3 separate regions of the Gossypium arboreum genome follow, and all the other regions are linked to region 3. A link is a contact called in public Hi-C data. All regions are on one chromosome and are shown on one strand. Each heading gives the region's core, a stretch centred on a gene start, on an enhancer-like site or on the middle of the called end of the contact. The rest is flanking DNA. Distances are from core to core; before and after follow the strand shown.

Region 1 (4,087 bases), core at 879-3,378, 230 kb after region 3:
ATTTTAGTTGTTTATTAAATCACTTCAAACTGAATAAAAAAGTTGATGTATGTTAACACTAGTTATGCCACGTGTATATGTATGTCACGTCAGTAAAGTTAACTGATGTTAATTTTTTCATATATTTTAGATTGATTTGACGAATAATGCAAGTTTAAGAGTTAAAAGAGATAAAAAAAAATAGAGAGTTAAAATAATTTTTTATAAAATTAAAAATTAAATAAATCATTATACATTTTTATAATATTGGAGAAATAAAACAAAAAAGGAAAGGATCTTAGTTTAATAAATGAAAACAAGTTAATTTATGGCTGTGTGTGGGGGATCTTTTGGCGTTTGCTCCAGGTTACGTCTCTCTGTCTCTCCCACCTTATATTATTACTATTATTATCTTTTTCTTGTGTTAATTATGGGTTTACAGTTGTCGCTTGTCCACGTGCGGGCCTACCAAGTCAAACCTTACTCCCCGATTATTCCACTCCCTTCAAAAAATCGAGTTGAAGCCAAAGGTCTTTTTAATTTCTTTTTAAAACTAATATCCCACTTCAATTATAAAATCTTTGTTAAGCAATTGGAGGGTAAAAGAAGTCAAACAAATTCAAAGGTTTTATCACCAAACTTTTTTAAAAAAAAAAATACAACCATTAATTGTAAGTAAATGTCGCTCGTTCGATCTCTTTCTATATATTCTTCTTTAGAAATATATTCAAATGTCCAATTTTAACCTTCTTTAAAAGATAATAAATAAATTTAATTACAGTCAATTTAGAAAATATTAATTTTGAAATTTAAATAATAGACAATATTTATTTTTAAACAATTAGAATTTAAGCACCTTATTATCTATAATATAGAATATAGATGATACCAACAATATATTATAATGGAAGGTTATATTAATCATTCGAAAGGATAGCAAATTAATGGTCAAATTGAGTCAAACCTTACAAGCGAAGGTGTTTGAAATGTGCAACGATTGACTTCGACAACGTGAAAGTGTGGATAAGTGAGGTAAGTAAGGCGATCAGTTTGGGAAATGATCGGCGATCAATCTTATAAAAATGGCGCCTAATTGCGGGGCCCAACCAACTATCTTTCTCAATTCCAGCTCTTCACAACTTGTGCCAATCCTTTTCCCAACACTCAATGCCCCGTGAATTTTATTTCCCAATTTACCCTTCCAATCCTTTTGAGTGTTTCTTGTGTGTGAGAGAGATTTATGTATTTTGTTATATCATATTTGTATCTTGTAAATAATAAAAAAGAAATGTAAGATAAAAGTTTTATAAAAGATTCGAAAATTTTAAGATTAGATTTTTAAAATATTTTTATAATGTTTTATTTAAAATGATGTTACATAAAATTTAATATATAATTTAATAGTTAAATTAACAATTTTAATAATAAAAGAATCTAATTAATATAACCGAGATGCTTTAAGAATTTTATTAGAATAATTTAAAATTTAGAAATTAATTTAGAATAAAAGTGGGTTTAAAAATATTTAGTGAAAGTACTACATTTTTAATACCATTTCTGAAGTATTCCGTAGACAATTGCAAAATGCACTTTGAATGAAAGAAATTCAGTTGATTTGACAATAAATTTAATAAATACTTTTTATTCTTTTTAGTTGAATCATAGAAATTTAAGTATTTTTTCGAAATTTTACTGCATTTTATATTATCCTCATTTTTAAAATATATAAATTTGATTTAGTTTATATTTTTATTTTTATTGACTTGGTATAGTAAGATAATTAAGCATTAATTCAGTTATTAGAATAAATTTTCATATGTAAATGAAATTATTATAAATTATTAAAATTTTAATCATAATAAATTTTAAACATAAAACACAAATATATTAAACAATTAACTTCATCAATATAATCAAGAATTAACACATATCATGAGTATTGTATTAATTTTCTATTCATATAAATATATGTATGTGTGCCGGAGCAAAGTCTGAAAATTTGAGAAAGATTCGATTTTAATAATATATTTTTACGATAATAAAAAATATAATTTTATTATTTTAATAATTTATAATTTTTTATAATTAAACTTAATTAAAATGGACAAACTTTGTTAGAAATAAAAAAAACGAAAATATTCAAGGAAAGGTGGGCAGGGCAGGGCAGTGCGGGGCAGCAAATAGCTATGAAAGTGGATGGGGATGGCTTCCTGTTTGTATGTATTTGAGACTCCCTTTCCCTTTTTACAGTGAAGGACTGAATTAAGGAGTTACCAACCGCAACAGAGGGAAAAAAAGAAAAAGAAAAATAAAAACAGTCGAACATGCTCTGTTTAGAGTCATCTCATTCCTTTCTACTTGTGTCCTTCAAACCTCCTTAAAATTTGAAGCTTAAATCCCCACCTTCCATTTTTGCTTAGCAAAAATCTCACTTTCATTTTCCCTCTAATCTTCCAATATATTTTCTTTGAGCTTCTTTTTTTACTACCATCTATCTAAATCTACCATTTTCTTTAACCTCTTCAAGGAAAAGAAATAGTAAAAGCCAGGATTTTCGTGAACTTAGCTCTAGTTTCTTCACTGACCCTTTGCTTCTCTTTGTCTGATTTTGTTTTAGATTCATACTTCTTGCTCATCATTTACAGCAAAAGCTAAACCTTGCTCAAACTTTTATCAAGTCTAATTTATGTTTGATCTAGTTTTCTCTCTATCTAGTCCTAAACTTTTTTGTGTTAACCCTTTTAGGCCGAGTTGTTTGATCAAACTCTATTTTTTATCTATTTTTTGCACTTAATTTTAGCTCAAAGTTTCAAACTTTTCTTTTTTTTTTTTTTGTTAGAAACAAGAAAAATGGATCCTAAGGTTTCACAATTTGGGATTCTTCTACCATTAATCTTTCTTCTTATTGTTCAAACCCTCAATGCCTTGGATTCTTCTTCTGCTACAATACCCATGAATTGTACGGACACATCAAGATTATGCACATCTTTTTTGGCTTTTAAGCCGCAGGGAAACCAAAGTCTAGCAGTGATCCAGAGCATGTTTGATGTGATACCACAAGACATTACAGTTGAAGGAGAGGACAGCCATGGCTACATATTCATAAAAAAGAACTGTTCTTGCTTGACATCCTCCAAGAATTATGCAACAAACACAACCTTTACAGTGAGATCAAATCAAGGGTATGTTTATGACATGATTTTAGAGGCTTATGATAGGCTTGCAATGGTTCCAAATGTTAGCAGGCCGGCAAGGATTGGAGCTGTGGTGTCTTTGAGGCTGTTTTGTGGGTGTTCAAGTAGTTTGTGGAACTACTTGATGAGTTATGTGATGAAAGATGGGGACAGTGTGCAATCTTTAGCTAGTAGATTTGGGGTTAGCATGGATAGTATTGAGCAAGTTAATGGGATTTCAAATCCTGATAATGTCACTGTTGGTGCTTTGTACTATATTCCCTTGAATTCAGGTTTGCCTCAAAAATCATTTAATTTTTTCTGTTTATTCTTTTCACCATTTTCTGTGTGTGGTTTCTTAGGAATTTGCATGAGGAATGCTATTTGTTTGGAGATATCCATATTGAGTTGCTTTTCAAGAGATGGGCATTTATGATTTTGATGATAATTGCATAGTTTCTGAGAACTCTTTAAGTTTTGCAAATACAGGAGTTAACAAAGTTGGTAAAATAAGATTTTTGCCCATAGTTTATAATTAGGTATACTAAGGACTTGGAACTGGAGCCTACTTGGTTTCTATCTGAAGTCATAATGTGAACTTTGAGGGAAGGTGGTAATGTCATGGATTTCGGATATGCAAACAATATCATATTAATGAAAGCAATAATGAGTTCATGCATATTCTTGTTTTATAGCTGTGATTAGAATTGACAAATGTCTTTGCTTTATGATCTATTTCCTTGAATTACAGGGCTATTAATTGGTGTTTTTTCATTATGCCTTGTGTGTTGTTTGCAACTGGCAATGCATACCGAGAATAGACATTTCTCTTGTTAATTTTGTTGGATTTACTTACTGTTTAGTTCTCCTCTTATAGCAGAAAGTTTTAGACTATAGCTTGCTTATATATATTGCAGTTCCTGGTGAACCGTATC
Region 2 (4,036 bases), core at 1,030-3,529, 170 kb before region 3:
CCAATTTTTGAAAAGTACAAAACTAATGACAAATTTTAAGTGCAAATTCCTTGCACCCTCTTTAGTCTATCCATTTTAATTTCTCTGAAAAAATTATTGAGAGACTAATAATAAATAAATATTATTATATATTCATTAAAAAAACTTAATAAGAAAAGCAATTAAACTATTTCCTTAATAAAATGTTTTAAGTTACAAATAGGGACTAATGAGGAAATTACAAACCTAGCAAAATTATAGGGGTTAATGAGGAAACTACAAATAGCGAAAGCCCTGTAAAAAAAAAAAAATGAAAAAGACCAAAGTGTTTATGTTGCAATTAACTCCTTTGGTTGTGATGAGATTCTTTCCTTTTATTTCAGTTAATCTGTTCAAAAAAAAAAAATCTCAGTTTCTATTTTTATTTCCTTGTATAAAGGTTAAAATTTCGGTGTATTAGTTTTCAGAAATTCTTTTAATGAAAAAATTGACCATTAGAAACTATTTTTTTATTAAAGATAATATAAAGCAATATAGATTGACATTTTACATATGCACCAATTTAATGAAAATTGAGTTTTTACGAAAATGAAAATTCTAAAGTAAAGCTGAAGCTCTTTGAGAAGATTAATTGATCTAAATTTGCATATGTATCATTTTTTTTTTTTGAAAAATTCTTGCATGGATTCTTTTTGTGAAAATTCTGGTTCTGAAGGTGGTTCGATGGATGATTTAATCCCTAAAAAAGTTTAGTTTAGGGATAATGATGAAAGTGTGAACAGAGAAGTGTTGGTGGATCTAACGAACGTACTAGTTATTTCTTGGAAGGAAAGGTTTAGAGGAGGAGGAATTTGAGTTACTGGAAGGAGATATTCAGAAGTCGGTAATTAATGGCACTTCTTCAATCGAATTCTCTGATAGAATTCACCAGATTCTTATTCAAGATATGGAAAACAATATGGTTCTGAAGCTTTTGGGACCTAACATTGGATACTCGGTGTTACATAATAAAATTTACAGTTTATGGAAGCCATCGTCCCCGTTCCAGTTGATGGATATTGAGAATGGCTACTTCTTGGCTAAATTTCAAAAACAAAATGGATTGTGAAAAGGTGCTCTCAGAAGGACCTTGGATCATTTTTGGATAATACCTGACAGTTAGACCTTGGTCAATATCTTTTAACCCAGCACAAACATTTCCTAGTGTCGTAATCTCGTGGATAAGACTTTCGGGCTTACCAGGATAATTTTACGAGGAAAATTCTGACAGAAATAGAGGGTTAATTGAAAAGATTGCCCAACTGGATATGAACACAGACAATAGGATTAGAGGTCAATTCGTCCGTATGGCTGTGTATGTTACCTTGGATAAACCGTTGGCGTCCCAAGTCTTAATCAACGGGAAAATATAGAGGGTCGAGTACGAACTCTTACCAACGGTCTGTTTCCACTATGGATAGTTTGGTCATGTAAAAGAAATTTGTCCTTTTAGGGTCCCTGAACCCAATTCTGGAAGAACGATGCCTTCATCAGAATCTTTGACGGAGGCTGTGAGCATGGTTGTCGATGAAACGGGGGAGAAAAGCGATGGTTACGACCCGTGGATGTTGGTGGAAAAGAGATCCCGCAAGAAATCAAGGGATTCAGCGAACTCAGGGTCTAGAATTACGGAAAAGAAAAATGAAGGTTCCCGTCTTATGGCATTGATAGAAAAGGAAAGTAACGTTGTCATTAAATCTGGGAAGAACGAGGAAATTCAGGATACACGACAAAGAAAGGGGAAAGAAACAGTAATTGAAGGAAACCAAGGTGCTGGGGCTGGTATGTATAATGTGAGCCACTTTAGTAGCCGAAGTAGAGACACAATTAATGTGTTGGGTCTTAAAAATGTGGCAGGCCCTTCGAAGTCCTCTAATAATGCTGGTGGGTTAGATAATGGGCTGGTTTCGTCTAGCAACCTGGTAATTGACCCAAGAACAACTTTTAATGGGGCATTCAAAGGCCTAAGGGGAAGTAGCTTGCTGAAAGATAGCACATCGGGACAAGAAAACAGGTCGAATAGTGGGCCGGGTGAGAACAAAATAATGGCTGTGCCAGACCGGGTTATGGAAGTATCTGGTAAGCTTATCAGAAACCTGGTTGCTTATGGAAATCAAGGTCGGATCGCGGATGGTGGAAACGATGGTTCGGACTCTCATTCGCACATAGCTGGTGATGGAAATAAATCGGAGAATATGGAATAGGCGAGGCTTCCGTCGGAAAGAGTTGTTGACGTCACGGTCTCTAATGCGGGTGATGGCCTCGATTCCCGCAGGCATTCGATGGTCACTTTCAAAGAACCACAAAGAGCATTCACCAGTAACTAAAGGGAAGGGACCTCCGACGTGAGTTCGCGGAAAAGAAAAGATCGGGTTGCAGGGAAATTTTCAGGGGAGAAACATGGGGGTTCACGTCTTTCAAAATCACTCAACAAAATTAATCTTAGAAAGGGTAACAGATTCAAAATGGTGGGAGACTCCAAGGTTTTGTTGTAGGAATTAGTGGCCCATTTGGCGGAATCCATTTCTTCTCAGTCCACGAAAGCTTTGGGTTTAGGTGGCCCAACACTAAAGATCGGGCAACAGGATAAGGGAGAATTCCCTAAACAGTAAGGTTTTGGTGGTTTTATTTTTATTATTTGTCTATATTAATTTATATAGATTTAAATCTGACGATTTTTTCGTAGAATTGTCAAGGTTGCGCTAGCAGTAAATTTATTCGTGTTTTTCGTGAATATAATATCGAATATGGTTCGGATATTGTGTGCTTGTTAGAGCCGATATTAAGTGGTAATAGGCTAATTTTATCATTGAAAAATTGGATTTTTTAATTTTCACCAAGTTGAAGCTGTTGGATTTTCAAGAGGAATTTGGGTGGGTTGGAAGGAATCTATTCGGATTTGAATTATCCAAAATCACCCATAGTTCATTCTTCTTTGTGTATCTGGTAACGTTTATACTAATATCATTTTTATATCTTTTGTTTATGGTAGTCCAGACAGGAGGAAAAATAAGGTACTTTGGGAAGCTTTGAAAGTTGCTTTACCTCATGATTCTTTTCCATGTTTAATTATGGGTGACTTTAATATTATTCTATCACCTAACAATAAAAAAAAGTATTTATGCCATAGGGAAGAGATGTAATTTTTTTTGGAAAATTTGTAGATTCTTGTAATTTGCAGGATTCAGGATTCATTGGCCTATCCTTTACTTGGCAAAAAGCTGACATGTTGAAGAGATTGGATCGAGCATTGGCAAATGATTCATGGATTTTGGCTTTCCCACAATGCATTGTTTCTTATCTACCGAGGATTAAGTCTGATCATAGGCCCATTCTCTTAACGACTAATCTGAATATTAGCTTGGCTACAGTGAGACCTTTTAGGTTCTTAACAGGTTGGACGAAGCATGCTAATTTTCCCTCCTTGGTGAAAGATAAGTGGTAATTCTTGGGTAATATAGCTAGTTCTCTTTCTGAATTTACTTCTCATGTTAAAGAATAGAACATGTCTGTTTATGGTTTTACAGGCTCTCGTAAAAAACGTCTTATGAGATTGCTCTCTACTATCCAAAAGGACTTGGATCATTCTATCTCTACTTGGTTAATTCAATTAGAGATTGATGTGCGGGATGAGTTGGAAAATTTTATAAATCACTAGGAACTTCTTTGGAGGCAAAAAGTTAGGTGTGACTAGCTCTAGTTTAGGGATTGCAACACCAAATTTTTTCATAATCGAACGGTCTAAAGAAGGAAATTTAACTGTATCACGACCTTACGCATTGATAATGGTGAGTGGTGCTCTGATCAGAACGTCCTTAAAAATGGGGCAACTAGTTTTTTCCTAGAAGCTTTATGGGGAAAGACCAAAGCCCATGAAGGATCTTCCGGCCAACATTTTTCCTCGCCTCAAGACCCAAGACATTGAGTTTTTGGAAAAGTCAGTGTCAAATGAAGAAATTAAGAAAGCCTTATTCAACCTGGATCCCTTGGAAGCTCCGGGAAGCAATGGATTTCAAGC
Region 3 (3,857 bases), core at 75-2,574:
AAGAAGCCCAAAATAGTGCAGTGAGATGGTTCTTTCATTAAGGCTCCCGCCAAAGCACCATCCACCCCATTTTGCACCCAAACTCAAGAATAAGTGAATCGCTGTGGAGATTTCAACTGCTAATTTACTACTATATATTATTTTTATTTATTTTAAATAATTTATAATTGATCTCATGAGTAAATACGAAGAAAATTACAAAAAAAAATTAAAAATTAAAATCTATACTATTAATAAAATTTCTGTCAAAGTTGGCATCATGAGTTGGTATCATGAGTTAACCATGTACAAAATCGGTTAGGAAATGACTAATATACATTTTTATTAAATGACTAGTATTATTATTTTCATGACCTTTTATCTTTTCATACTATTTTATAGTTTTAGAATAAAAGAACTAAAATTAATATGTCTAGAAATTAAACCTATGTTTAATGACTTTAAGAACAAATTCTTTACCACTATACTATTAATAATTCTTAAATAAACTTAAAAAATAAACTTTTAATATAAAACTTAAAAAAATAAAATTTTAATATAAAATGTTTTTCTCACCAAATTTGTGTTTCTATACTATTATTTAAGTTTTTAACTAAGTTGGTGTCACGAGTTAACCAAGCACCAACTCGGTTAGAAAAATTACGAAAATGTCATTTCTTAATTGAAATAAGTTATATTATTTGAGGACATTTTAGTCTTTTTATTTCAATAAAGACCAATAAAAATATACATATGATGAGATTTAAACCAGTGCCAATTATATTAGTAAAACCTTAAATCTACCACTTAACCAAAACATTATTTTAAGGTATAATTGTAAAAAAAAAAACCTCAACGTTTGGGGGTTTTGGTTTTGTGCCTTTGACCTTTTTATTTTTTGATTAATACCCTCAACATTATAATTTTTTTTAAGAAATCAACCCAGTTTTAACGGTCAACATAATAGCCCATGTAGCATGCCACATAAGCACATGACGTGATAGATGAAGTCATCTATTTAACAAAATTTTCTCTCATTTTCTTTCTTAATTTTCATTTTTAGATTGAGGAAAACTAAAAGAACCAAAAGGAAATTAACAGATTAGTAGTAAACCGTTTGATCTCGCTGCAAATTTCAATTCTAAAACTGAAAAATTAGGGTTTCTTTTTTTTCTTCGGATTTCTTTGATTTCATTTTTCATTTTATTTTATAAAAGAAAATGAACGATCAGGCTCAGATGATGAATCATCCACCACAAATGATGATGAACACAGTTCAGGTCCAAGTTTCAGTTTAGCCGCAGATGATGAATCGGTCTCATTAGTTGATGGCGTCGGCGGCCAACTCTCAGGCGATGAATCAATTGGAGGTGTCTCAGTCGCAGCCTATAAACTCCAGTCCTCAGATGATGACTCAACCACCACCTCTGATGATGTTGAATCGAAGCTACAAGCTTTGGCAATCTTAGGACCCAAACCAAAACCCTAACCCTAACCCTAACAAGAAATTCTCTTTTTTCAATCGTAATAACAATTGGAAGGGAAAAAAGTTTCATTCAGTAAAAATTCTTGGAAGTTCAAGAATTAGCCTTTAACCATGGGTTCTGTTTCTGCTATTTCTTCTGTTTCCACTGCTTCCGGTAGTAATACTCAAGGATATAAACCTTCAACTCTTAAGGAGCTTCAAAATCAGAATATGTTAAAAGCCAAAAAATTCTATGGCAACAAGAAGAAATTCAATAATAGCAACAACTGTTTTGCTCCTTACACTCCACGGAGTACGACTTCGTTTATAATCCAAGCGAAAAAGTCAGGTGGAATAGCATCTTTAATGTCGCCATGTCCTGTGACGCCCGCTGTTCTTCCTACGCCAATATTTTCACCATCAAAGGAGGTTTTAAGTGATATGACCAAGGAAGAATAGGGTGTGGATGGTTATGGGTCGATGAAAGGGTTGATTCTTGTAGATGAAATGAGTCAATCATATGTTTTGGAGAAGAAAAATGGTGTTTGACAAGAGAGAAAATAAGAGGAAAAAAATGGGCAGCAACCATGTGTTTTGAAGAAAAAAGTGGTGTTTGGCAAGATAGAAAATGAGAGAAAAAATTTTGTTAAATAGATGGCGTCATCTATGACGTCGTGCACTTATGTGGCATGCCACATGAGTTATTATGTTGACCTACATCTTGATTAACGGTCAACATGAGTTGACCATTAAAACTGGGCTGATTTCTTAAAAAATCGTGATGTTGAGGGTGTCAATCAAAAATTAAAAAGATCAAGGGCACAAAACCAAAAGCCCCCAAACGTTGAGGGTTTTTTTTTTTTGCAATTATGCATTATTTTAATTAGTTTATACACTTATTTTAATATGCACATTTTTTATCTTATTATCTTCATCGGTTATATATTTATCTATATAATATTATTTAAGTTGATAGAGTTGGTGTCACAAGTTAATTGGACACCAACTCGGTTAAAAAATTACAAAAATGTCTTTCTATAATTAAAATGAGTTATATTATTTGAAAACATTTTAATCTTTTCAGTTTAATAAAAATCAATAAAAATATTCATATAGTGAGATTTGAATCTATACCAATTGTTTTATTAAAAACTTAAATTTATCCTTGAACTAAAAATTCATTTTAATGTATTTTATACATTTTATTTTAATAAGCACAATTTATTGTCACTATTAGTTGTATAATATACTTACTATTTATAAAGCCCTTCACTAAGTTAGTGTGACTCATCAACTGGATCCCAACTCAGTTAGGGAAATTACTTTAATGTCCATTTGCATTTAAAATAAATTATATTATTTGAGGGCACTTTAGTTTTTTATTTTTAAAAACAATAAAAATATTTATATGATGGGTTTTGAACCCAAGCCAATTGGGTTAGCAAAACCTAAAATTTACCCGTGAACCAAAATTTTATTTTGATATATTTTAATTTTATTATCCACACTTTGTACCTCTACCAGTTGTATATATTAATAATATTATTGATTAAGATAGTGTTACAAATTAACTCAACACCAACTTAAAATTGATGACAATACCATGATAAATAATTGTATACATTTAGTAATCTTAATTGATGTATTCATATGTTTAAATTCCATTTTACATATAATTTAATCTAAATCCTCTTTTAATATCGTATATATTTTATGTGTTATTAAAATTAATTACTTTCAAATCATACATTTAATAATTTATAGCATGTTATTTTTAAACATAAATATGTTTTTAAATACATAGTTTTTACACGGATATGTGTGAGATAGAGTTTCTGGTATTAATAATATTGGAGATAAACCCGTGTAAGCAACGAACAAGTAAAATAACAAAGAAATTGAAAAGATCAAATACAAATATTTTACCCAAAAAAACCTTCTCTGAAGAGGATAAAAAATCAAGAACAAAAATAATTGCACTATAACAGCAAAAGCAAAGAGTATAAAGATGGAGATAAAAACTAAACCTCGAAACCTAAAATAAGAACCCTCAAAATATAAACACAAAATTCGTGAAAGCTTGTAAAGGCTAATGCTTAAATGTGTAATGGGTTATTTTTCTAAGGTGGAAAAGAGCTTATTTATAGGCTAAATTTGTAGGTCAAAAAATATTAAAATAACCTACACTAATCAGAGTTTAAGTGGGAAACTAAAACAAGAGTTTAATTGGAAGAAGAAAAAGCTAAAAAATACGAGACATAACTCCACAAATCTCTATCTTAACTCATGTTTCCACAATGCCTTAATTGCCAAAGCCCGCCATGGGCCTATCTCGAACTATGCAGGATATTAATTGAGTCGAAGTTGTGCTTAAAAGCTGAAAGACTTCTAGTCTTCGACTTGTGCACTGCCA

What was found. Hi-C and Micro-C count contacts between places; a contact is called where the count stands out from the background.
Region 1: a Hi-C map of leaf shows a contact between it and region 3, with 2.4 times the contacts expected there. The contact joins the promoter of LOC108486133 here to the enhancer-like site in region 3. A contact is called at or near these places in 2 of 5 Hi-C or Micro-C datasets (both in leaf).
Region 2: a Hi-C map of leaf shows a contact between it and region 3, with 4 times the contacts expected there. The contact joins two enhancer-like sites. A contact is called at or near these places in 2 of 5 Hi-C or Micro-C datasets (both in leaf).

What each region holds. Positions count from the first base shown.
Region 1 is chr2:28,046,433-28,050,519 of ASM2569848v2, reverse strand. It overlaps LOC108486133 (lysM domain receptor-like kinase 3), which reads left to right and starts at 2,128. Exons shown (of 11, transcript XM_017789976.2): 1 at 2,128-3,445; 2 at 4,070-4,087. The coding sequence starts at 2,830.
Region 2 is chr2:28,440,839-28,444,874 of ASM2569848v2, reverse strand. No RefSeq gene overlaps it. Among protein-coding and RNA genes, the nearest start is that of LOC108466410, 5.6 kb to the left of the region's middle. Within about 2 kb of position 2,279, at least 2 of the 2 cell types and tissues checked have an H3K27ac peak or open chromatin away from gene starts, as enhancers often do. A contact at or near this core is called in leaf, where this site is marked.
Region 3 is chr2:28,271,253-28,275,109 of ASM2569848v2, reverse strand. No RefSeq gene overlaps it. Among protein-coding and RNA genes, the nearest start is that of LOC108466411, 54 kb to the left of the region's middle. Within about 2 kb of position 1,324, at least 2 of the 2 cell types and tissues checked have an H3K27ac peak or open chromatin away from gene starts, as enhancers often do. A contact at or near this core is called in leaf, where this site is marked.